3 separate regions of the Gossypium hirsutum genome follow, and regions 1 and 3 are each linked to region 2. A link is a contact called in public Hi-C data. All regions are on one chromosome and are shown on one strand. The core of a region is the stretch at or near the end of the contact, and the rest is flanking DNA. Distances in the headings are between cores, read along the strand shown.

The links. A called contact is a pair of places that touch in the nucleus more often than the background predicts.
Region 1: a Hi-C map of leaf shows a contact between it and region 2, with 2.8 times the contacts expected there. The contact joins the promoter of LOC107886431 here to the enhancer-like site in region 2. A contact is called at or near these places in 2 of 34 Hi-C or Micro-C datasets (both in leaf).
Region 3: a Hi-C map of leaf shows a contact between it and region 2, with 4 times the contacts expected there. The contact joins the promoter of LOC107886471 here to the enhancer-like site in region 2. A contact is called at or near these places in 2 of 34 Hi-C or Micro-C datasets (both in leaf).

The regions. Positions count from the first base shown.
Region 1 is chrA03:91,080,255-91,083,311 of Gossypium_hirsutum_v2.1, forward strand. LOC107886431 (stress-associated endoplasmic reticulum protein 2) reads left to right here and starts at 1,711. Exons shown (of 4, transcript XM_041099285.1): 1 at 1,711-2,131.
Region 2 is chrA03:92,043,101-92,045,803 of Gossypium_hirsutum_v2.1, forward strand. No RefSeq gene overlaps it. Among protein-coding and RNA genes, the nearest start is that of LOC107886461, 42 kb to the right of the region's middle. Within about 2 kb of position 1,376, at least 4 of the 9 cell types and tissues checked have an H3K27ac peak or open chromatin away from gene starts, as enhancers often do. A contact at or near this core is called in leaf, where this site is marked.
Region 3 is chrA03:91,297,632-91,300,384 of Gossypium_hirsutum_v2.1, forward strand. It overlaps LOC107886471 (ranBP2-type zinc finger protein At1g67325), which reads right to left and starts at 1,343. Exons shown (of 10, transcript XM_016810439.2): 1 at 1,227-1,343; 2 at 902-947; 3 at 694-809; 4 at 1-282. The coding sequence starts at 1,235.

The DNA of each region.
Region 1 (3,057 bases), core at 461-2,960, 960 kb before region 2:
ATGTTATTTTAAAAAAATAAACCCTAATTTAATTAAATTAAACTTTAAACCTTAAACCCTAATTTAATTTATTTAAAACCCTAAAACCCTAATCTACTTAATTTATTTAAAAAACCTAAACCATAATTTAATTTATTTAAAATCCTAAAAACCCTAATTTATTTAATTTATTTAAAACCCTAAAACCTTAATTTACTTAATTTATTTAAAAACCCTAAACTCTAATTTGAATAATATTTATAAAACAACACTAAATCTTAATTTTTAAAATCTACTAAAACTCTAAACCCTAACTTGTTTTAACAAAAACCTAAACACTAAATCCTAACTTATTTTGGCAAAACCCTAACCTTAAAAACCCTAAAAAATTTTAGGGACTAAACATGCAAATATCCCTAACATATAAAAACACGGAGCAAAGCGTGCCCCTGGGGGAGCGTTTTTTACCACGTCAGCAAAACGCGCTTACGTGGAAGTATTTTGCTGACGTGGCAAAAAACGCTCCCCAGGGGCGTGCTTTACTAGCAATTTTCCCCTTAAACGCGGCCACGTAGGTGCGTTTTGTAAAAAGTGGCCCTTTCCGGTAAATAATTGTGTAATTGACCCATTTTCGTAAATATGCTTGGAAATGGGCCTTTTTAAGTAATTTATGTCATAGATTATAAATAAACTACAAAGCTTTCTTCACTTTGTTTATTTTTCCTTTCAAACAATACTAAAGTAATAATAATGTGAAGTATACGGGGTACCACCATATCATAACAAATTAATAAATTACCATTAAAAAATCCAACAACATGCTAGAATAAGGGCTAAGGCTAGCATTAGAACAGTTTGCACTAATATTAAAAGAAAAACGACAAATTACTATAAAACTTCTCTTACTTTCTTTTTTTTATTTTCCTTTCGAAATTTTTTTTTTAATAAAAAACCTTTTAACTTCTTTTGCATTTTTAAATTTTTTTTATAAATCTTTACTTTTTCTTTTTTATATTTTGAAGAATTATTTATAATTTTTTAATTATTTTTTTATAATTTTTAAATTATTTATTGATATGGAACATAAAAAAATATGCCACATCACTAATGAAAAGTGGACAGTCAAGTTATTCCCAATAAAAAAAGAGGTAAAATTAAATATGTAAAAATTTATGGCTAAATTTACTATTATGCCTTAAATATAAAACATCAAAGTAAGCATTTAATTAGAGAGGCTATTTCATTCAATCATCTAACATAAAGAGACGAGTTTATTTATTTTTTAATAAAATGGTTAAATATAAAATTAGTACTCGAATTTGTTCACTTCTCCAGCATTAGTACTTATGGTTTTTTTTTCCAAATTGGTACTCGAATTTTTTTCGTCAGCTAAATTGATACCTAAGTCTAACGCCATTAACTTTTTACTTACGTGGCAACACTAGCCAATCGCGCAATGCCACGTGACGTCCTCTTATACCTCTTTTTCTTTTTGTTTTATTTTTTTTATTTTCCCCCTTTTTCTTTCCATTTTCTTTTCTTTTCTTATTTTTCTTTTTCTTCATCATTTCTACTTCCTTTCCTCTATCAAAAACTCATGATTTCACATTCCCTTCTTTCTTTTGTCAAAAACTCTTACCCCAAAAATTTTCACTCATTTTCTCACCATCTAATCACCACAAAAATCACATATCTTAATCCCCTTTCATTTTCCTCCCCATTTTTCAGCCACCATCAACCAAGCCCTACAACTTCCCCTCCCCTGTTCAAACTAACCCATAAAAACTCATGGCTTGAACCAACTGAGCTAAACTACACTTTCACCTATCTTAGATAACCTTGTGATGGGAACCCAATTGGATCGAGGTTGTTTCATGGTGGAGTGTCATTTCATGGGGCGTCATCAAGGGTGTCGTTGGTAGCGTTGAAATCAGTAGTGAGATTGGTAAAGATGCGAGTTTTGGAACATTTAAAATAGGGAGAGGCGAGTGAGGGATTTAAAAAAAGGTTGTTGGAGTGGTGTTTCTATTGCTTGGAAAAAGAAGGGGGTCTTCTTACATGAGAAACGTAAGGTTGCTCACTGTCAATGTCACTAACCGAATGCTTGGACATCTCTAGCGTTTTGATCCAACCGCCTCAGATGAAACTATCGGTAATGGCCCTTCCACTTCGTCTACTTGTTGTATGTCCACCATGTTTATTTTTCTTTACCTCTTAATTATGTTTTATTTGTAAATATTGTGTGGAAGGAAAAGTAGTGATAATAAAAATGAGAAGAAAGAGGGGTAATGTAAGATACAATTTCATGAAGCAAACAATAATATCAAAATAAATAGTACCTAATTTGTTTAAAAATCATTGTGCAAATCATAGTATCCTTCTTCACCATAAATAGCCACAATAACATACAAACAAATTACAAAATGAATTCTTCGATAAAAAGCTTTAAATCCTTAGAAACTTATAAAGTAAAAAAAATCCAATGGAGTTGTCTACATCTACCATTTTTTTTGTTCTTTCTAGTATTTTCCCAGGAAATAAAAAAAATCTAACTACCCAAAAATTGAAAAAAATAGAAAAAAAATAGAATGCAAAAATCAAAAAAAAAAAGATGAACCCAAGACTTGAAATATAAAAGATAAACCTAGAATCTAGAAGCTAAAAAGAAACCAAAGTTTAAAAAAAAAAACTATTTTTTTTGTTCTTTCTCATATTTTCTCGAGAAACAAACAAAAAAAATCCAACTATCGAGAAACTTTATTAATAGTCAAGTTTCAATTACGAGTTCTTCATTTCGAGTCTATTGGGTAATCTGAATCTTTGTAGCCTGAATTTGAACATGTTTCCTCTATGTCTAGAAACTTTATTTTCTCAGTATCTTCTACCTCGAATAAAGAAGCAGCAGCAACAATAGTAGAATGTAAAAGAGAGGAATTGAAATCAGCCATTGAAAAGCAAACGTGTTAGTAGAAAAAAGAATAGAAAAGGATAGTGGGAAAAAGAAAGATCACGGGGTAAAAGAAAAGAAATTGGGGTGGAAGAAAGGTCACTGAGAAAACTAAAGAAAAAAAAAAGAAA
Region 2 (2,703 bases), core at 126-2,625:
TGAATGGGAATGAATCAGGTATGAAAGTATTAATATATCATGTTGTGTACTTGATATATTATATGTTGATAAAGTGTTCGATCATTATGTGAAAATGGTTTTGGTTTGTTTGGCAAACCATGAATGCATATTAGATTAACTTTTAAATTGTGTGCGAGGTAAGTTGATGGTTGGCCTTGTATGAGCTTAGAAAGTATTCATAATACTTACATTTACTGTAGATTTTGTACATTCAAGTCGCATCGATTGGCTCTACAAGAAGCTCACGCTATCCACTCGAAGATTTGGTAGACTTGGTTAATTTAGTTTAGGTTGTGGCATGTATATAGGTGGCTATGAGTATGTGAACTTATCAAGTTCGAAGTTATTTATGTTTGTCTTTTGATGTTGAAAATGAAAGGGGCACTAGTCTATTTCTAGATACATATGCATGTAATAGTTTTGTATCCACAGAGATGTTATTTGAACAAAGCATAGGATTACATGCGTTTTAGTTTATCATTCCGCAGTATAGGAATCTGTAGGACATTCTGTCCGCAATTGAACTATCCGCAAGAGAGTCCGCCGTGTATGTATTAAGCATGTTGCAGGTTATGTGTATTATGTTCTGTGTGTATTGTAATTAATGCGAGCCTTATTTCTGCGAACCTATTAAAAAAAAAGATCATTCAGGTGATCGGTGGTCACATCCCGTAGCTTATGTTCGATGATCGGACCAGGTGAAGGGTGTTACACTATCATATTGAATTAGAATTGAATAACAATTTAATATTTTTGTTTGCGTATTTATTTCTTTTACCAATAATTTATATTGTTCTTATTTTTTTATCTTTTAAGTTATAATAATAACTTAGTTAATTAGTGAGTCGAGTAAGTAGTTGAGGTCATTCATAAACATTTTCCTTTAGGTTTGATTCACAAAATTCATAATCATTTATATGGACTAAAAACATATGGAACCATCTTGGGGAACGGATATGGTGAAGCGGCTATTAACCCAAAGGGCCTGAATATATAGACCCAACACAAAGTTGAGCACAGTGGGGTTTAGATGAGATATAACCCCCAAATTTGAATACAAGTAGAAAAACGACCCAATTGATCCTTGTAAAATATGGGCCATAGGGACAAGAAAACATGTGGTAGATAAGATAACTCCTTTACGTTTTTCTTATTTATTTTTTATTCTTTTTAGGATTAAAACATCCTTAATTGTTTGGTAAGAAAGGATCATGAAGATATATTAATGGATGCCACAACTTCGTTCTTATCTGTTTTCACAAATGGGGGCGAAATCATAACCCCCAATCTTGTGTCACTCTGAAAGTAGATATAGGTAAGCCCCACGGACTTAATATTCTATTGTAACGTCTCCATCTATCTCAACTTGCTTGCAGCCCCCATTGCAAATATTTTGTTTTATGCATTTTCCTCTTCCTAATAACACTATCCTTTGGATTTTATAACTAGGTTTTTATAATATAAATGGTTTGAACTCATGTCAAATTAGTATTTGACAAAAGCTGAATTTCACAAGAGTTAAGAGCATAAAATAATTATATATTAAAATTATTTTTATTAAATAATTTTTAATCTTTTACTTTATCAAAATAAATCTTAATCATTTTATTTGTAATTATAGGAATTTCCATATTTACATTTTATATACCTTATTTTGTCCAAGAAACCATGCTTTTGTTTTGAGGAAGTGTGTGATCAAGCAGTAAAATATAATCAAAATCAAACTTGAGGGTTTCGCAAATCCCAAATTTTATACAAAAAGCAACATGTAATTTTTACCTTGTAAACAAGAGATAGAACATGATATTTCCATTGCAATAATTATGTTTTCCGTTAATGCAAAGGAATCCAAATTCTGGATTTCCCACATGATTATCCACACAATTTGAACCCCCTCACAAAGGATAAAGCACCCCCTACAAAATACACAATGTTTGGTAGGTTTCCTCCCCCCACAACCATGTTTTTAGACCTTTTTAAGGAAGCAAAACGGTGGTTATACAAACATTTAAGACAACTTAATCTTAATTGTTGTAATCACATAATAATGTTTTGTTTGAGGTCTACCAAAAACATCAAAGCATGCTAGATTAGAATTGGGAAATCTATTACAAGAAAAACATGGTGTTCCATGCCTCGTTTTTACTTGAAAAAACAGTTGGATTCCCCCCTATTATACCTTTTTTTACTTCTTTTTTAATTTCATGCAGGCATGTGCTTGCTATTAGTGCTTGTAATTATAACTGATCAAGATTTGTTGCAAACAATAGTTATATCTGCTTGAGAATTACAACTAAAGGATGAGCAGCAGCAGCCTCTGAAAAAAAAAATCATAGCAACATGCAAAATCTCTTTCAGACGGGAAAGTGTGCGGTCAATCAGATTCATATATTTTCTTCTTCAGGTCCTTTTCCAAACCTTAGTTGCGGAGTCAAGAAGCAAAACATTTATACCTTTATACTCATTTCTAGGGTTTAATTATCCACGTCATTATTTTACGATTTCAATTTTGACTGTCGTATGATAAACCCGTAATTATGGGAAAACCGTAATTTAAATCCCTAGTACGGCATGATTGAGTTGTATAGGAGGTAAGAACAGCCCTCATTGGCATTGCTTAGTTGTTGTTTCTGAAAGTACTAAATTATGGGAGATTTGGTAGTTATAATGACCAAAACAACT
Region 3 (2,753 bases), core at 93-2,592, 750 kb before region 2:
AATACCATTCCCTATCATAGGCCCACTAGAATAAGGGGGTGGTCCAGAAGGCATATGGAGCGGCCGAAAGGGACTGCCACCAGAAAGACGACTGCCATAATTGTAATGATAAGCCGATCCTCCAGAAAAAGGTGCTTCATATGGAGGAATAGAGGAACCATTGAAGAGGGAAGAACCATAAGGTGGTACACTGAGATACATAGAAGATGGTGCTCCAGAACCTACATATGGAGCAGACGATGAATAACTCTGTGGCACCTGGAGAGGCTTGCCTGCAGATTTCTGAAAGGGGAAAATTACCAACTCAAGCTTTAAAAATAAATAATGGGAGAAAGAAAATGCAAAGGGTCAGTTTCTAAAGGGAGAAACAAACAGTAGAAAAGATTTACGATTTTATAATAAACAGAGTTATGAAAAAAAATAGGACATAAACGGACTAGAACGAAGCAAGCATTGGGTATCACATAATATACTCTGGTCTTTCAGCACAGAACCAGGTATTAACAAAATAACTGGCTAAGCCACATATTTTGAAGAATCCGCTCTTCTATTACTAATTCTGTTGAAAAACAATTCCAATCTGAACAGAAAATCGAAACCTACGAGCCAAAACTAAAGCAATTAAAATTTCAACAATATTCAAAAACTCAGGAATATTTTGAACGCCATTGGCTAATAAATATGAAGACTTACTGAGTTATGAACAGCTGGCCTGGGTTGAGTGCAATTGCGCATATTGCAAGTAGTTCTAAATGAAAAATTGGCATTCCCGCAACTAGGGCATGTCCAATCATCTTCCCTACGACTACCTACAAATTTAACCATAAAAATTCAAAATTGCCAAAATTGAACATGTTAAAAAGTACACAGAATGAAATAAAAATAAAATTAAGCGGCATACCATCGGTTCTAGCTCGCTTCGCTGCAGAAGAGTTTCTATTATCAACCTGAACCAATTGCCACCCCCAAGAAAGAAGGTTAATCACCGAAACTATGTGCATAAATCGATACTACGCAATAATTACGAAATTAATTTCCACTTTTCAATAATAAATTGGAGAATTAAGCAGCAACAGAAAAGCACATAAAAAAAATCGAAAGAAAAAAGAGAATCCTAGTTTGACAAAGGGGAATTGATTTTCAAGACAAATCTATTATTAGATCTATTAAGTTGGATGCTCGAATCTATAAGAGGGCAAATTCAGAGAATTGGAAGGGAATAATACCTGAGACATTGAGGCGGCGGCAATAGAGGGAGTTATGACTGTTTCGGTGTGAAGATTCGAAACAAGAGAGAGGGAATTGGGAATTTGCCCTACCTGCGATAAAAGGGCGGCGACAAACTAACGGACTTTAAACAGAATAACCAGGGAACTTTTATGCGTGATGTGAGGGATGTAGTTGAAAATTTGGTTTAAAATAAGTATAAACGGTTGCTCGCTGCTGCCCCTCTGAATTTCTGACGCCGTTATTGTGATTTGGATGGGGGCCGGTGTTTGGACTTCGGTGTGACCTTTGCCTATTTTGGACGGTCCATGTACTCTTCAATTAGCATGCCTCGAATTTGTTGGTCAAGGTTCAATTGCTTTTAAATAATCTTATTGATCTCAATCTAATATATAGGTTTACATATGTGATACATTAATTAATTTAGTATGAATTAAAATATATTAGGTTAATTATTTAAAATATTTAAAAAATTGTTTTGTATAGTTTGATTGCAAGGTTTTTTAAAATAAAAATCATAATTATTAAAATGTATTATTTTTAATTTACATGTACGATATTATATTGTCAACAGTAAAATATTTTTCTTAAAATCATAAAACAAATTCATAAATAATATTGTCACATAAAAGAGAGAGCATATATAATTCACTAAGGCTACATTGGGTGAAAAAGAACTAGAAATGATTAAGGAAAAGAATTTATGGTTATAAAATGCATGAATTTGACAATTTTGATCAACTTGAGAAATGGTAATTGAATATTACAATGTCATGAATTAAGTGCATGTACGTAAGCAAAGGAAAAAAAAAGATTATGAACACTTACTGAATATTGTATTCCATCACATTTATATGGATTCTTATGCAGTTACCTTATTTATATGCCATTGCTAACATGTATGTGTAAAGCTTATTGAGTTCTTTCTAGTATAGTATTTTTCTATTTAAGTTTACTAAGTATTTCATGCTTACGTGTTATTGTTTTTGCTTGTAGATTATCGCTTTCAAATCCTTGAAGTCGTCTCAACTTGAAATCATCACACTAGCAACAAACTTATCTATAGTATGAAACTTAGTGTATTTATGACTTGTGGCATGTATCTAGAATGTCGATATGTATGATCATGCTAGTTTCAATGGCCATTTGTTATCTTGAGTAGCCTAATATTTAATTGATATGTTAGAAGCTCTGGTGGTTATGTTTGAGCTTATTAAATTGAAGTTCCAAGTAAGTTGGCATTCATGAAGCCAAATTTTCATTTAATCAATGCTTAGATTGATATCAAATTTGCTTTTCATGATATCTTTGAAGTATGGCCAAAGCATGTTTTATGTTACTATGTTTAAAGGCGTTTTGGTATTTTTTTTTTAAACCCAAGTTTTGGTAATAAGCCTTTGGGTATCAAAACAAGTGGTTTTCAAGTCAATGTTTGGCTCCAGGGGTAGAGGTATTGATATCTGACCCTTGCGGTATTGCAACAAGTGTGGCAAAATGACAAGTTCTATCACAATTGGGAGAAGTAT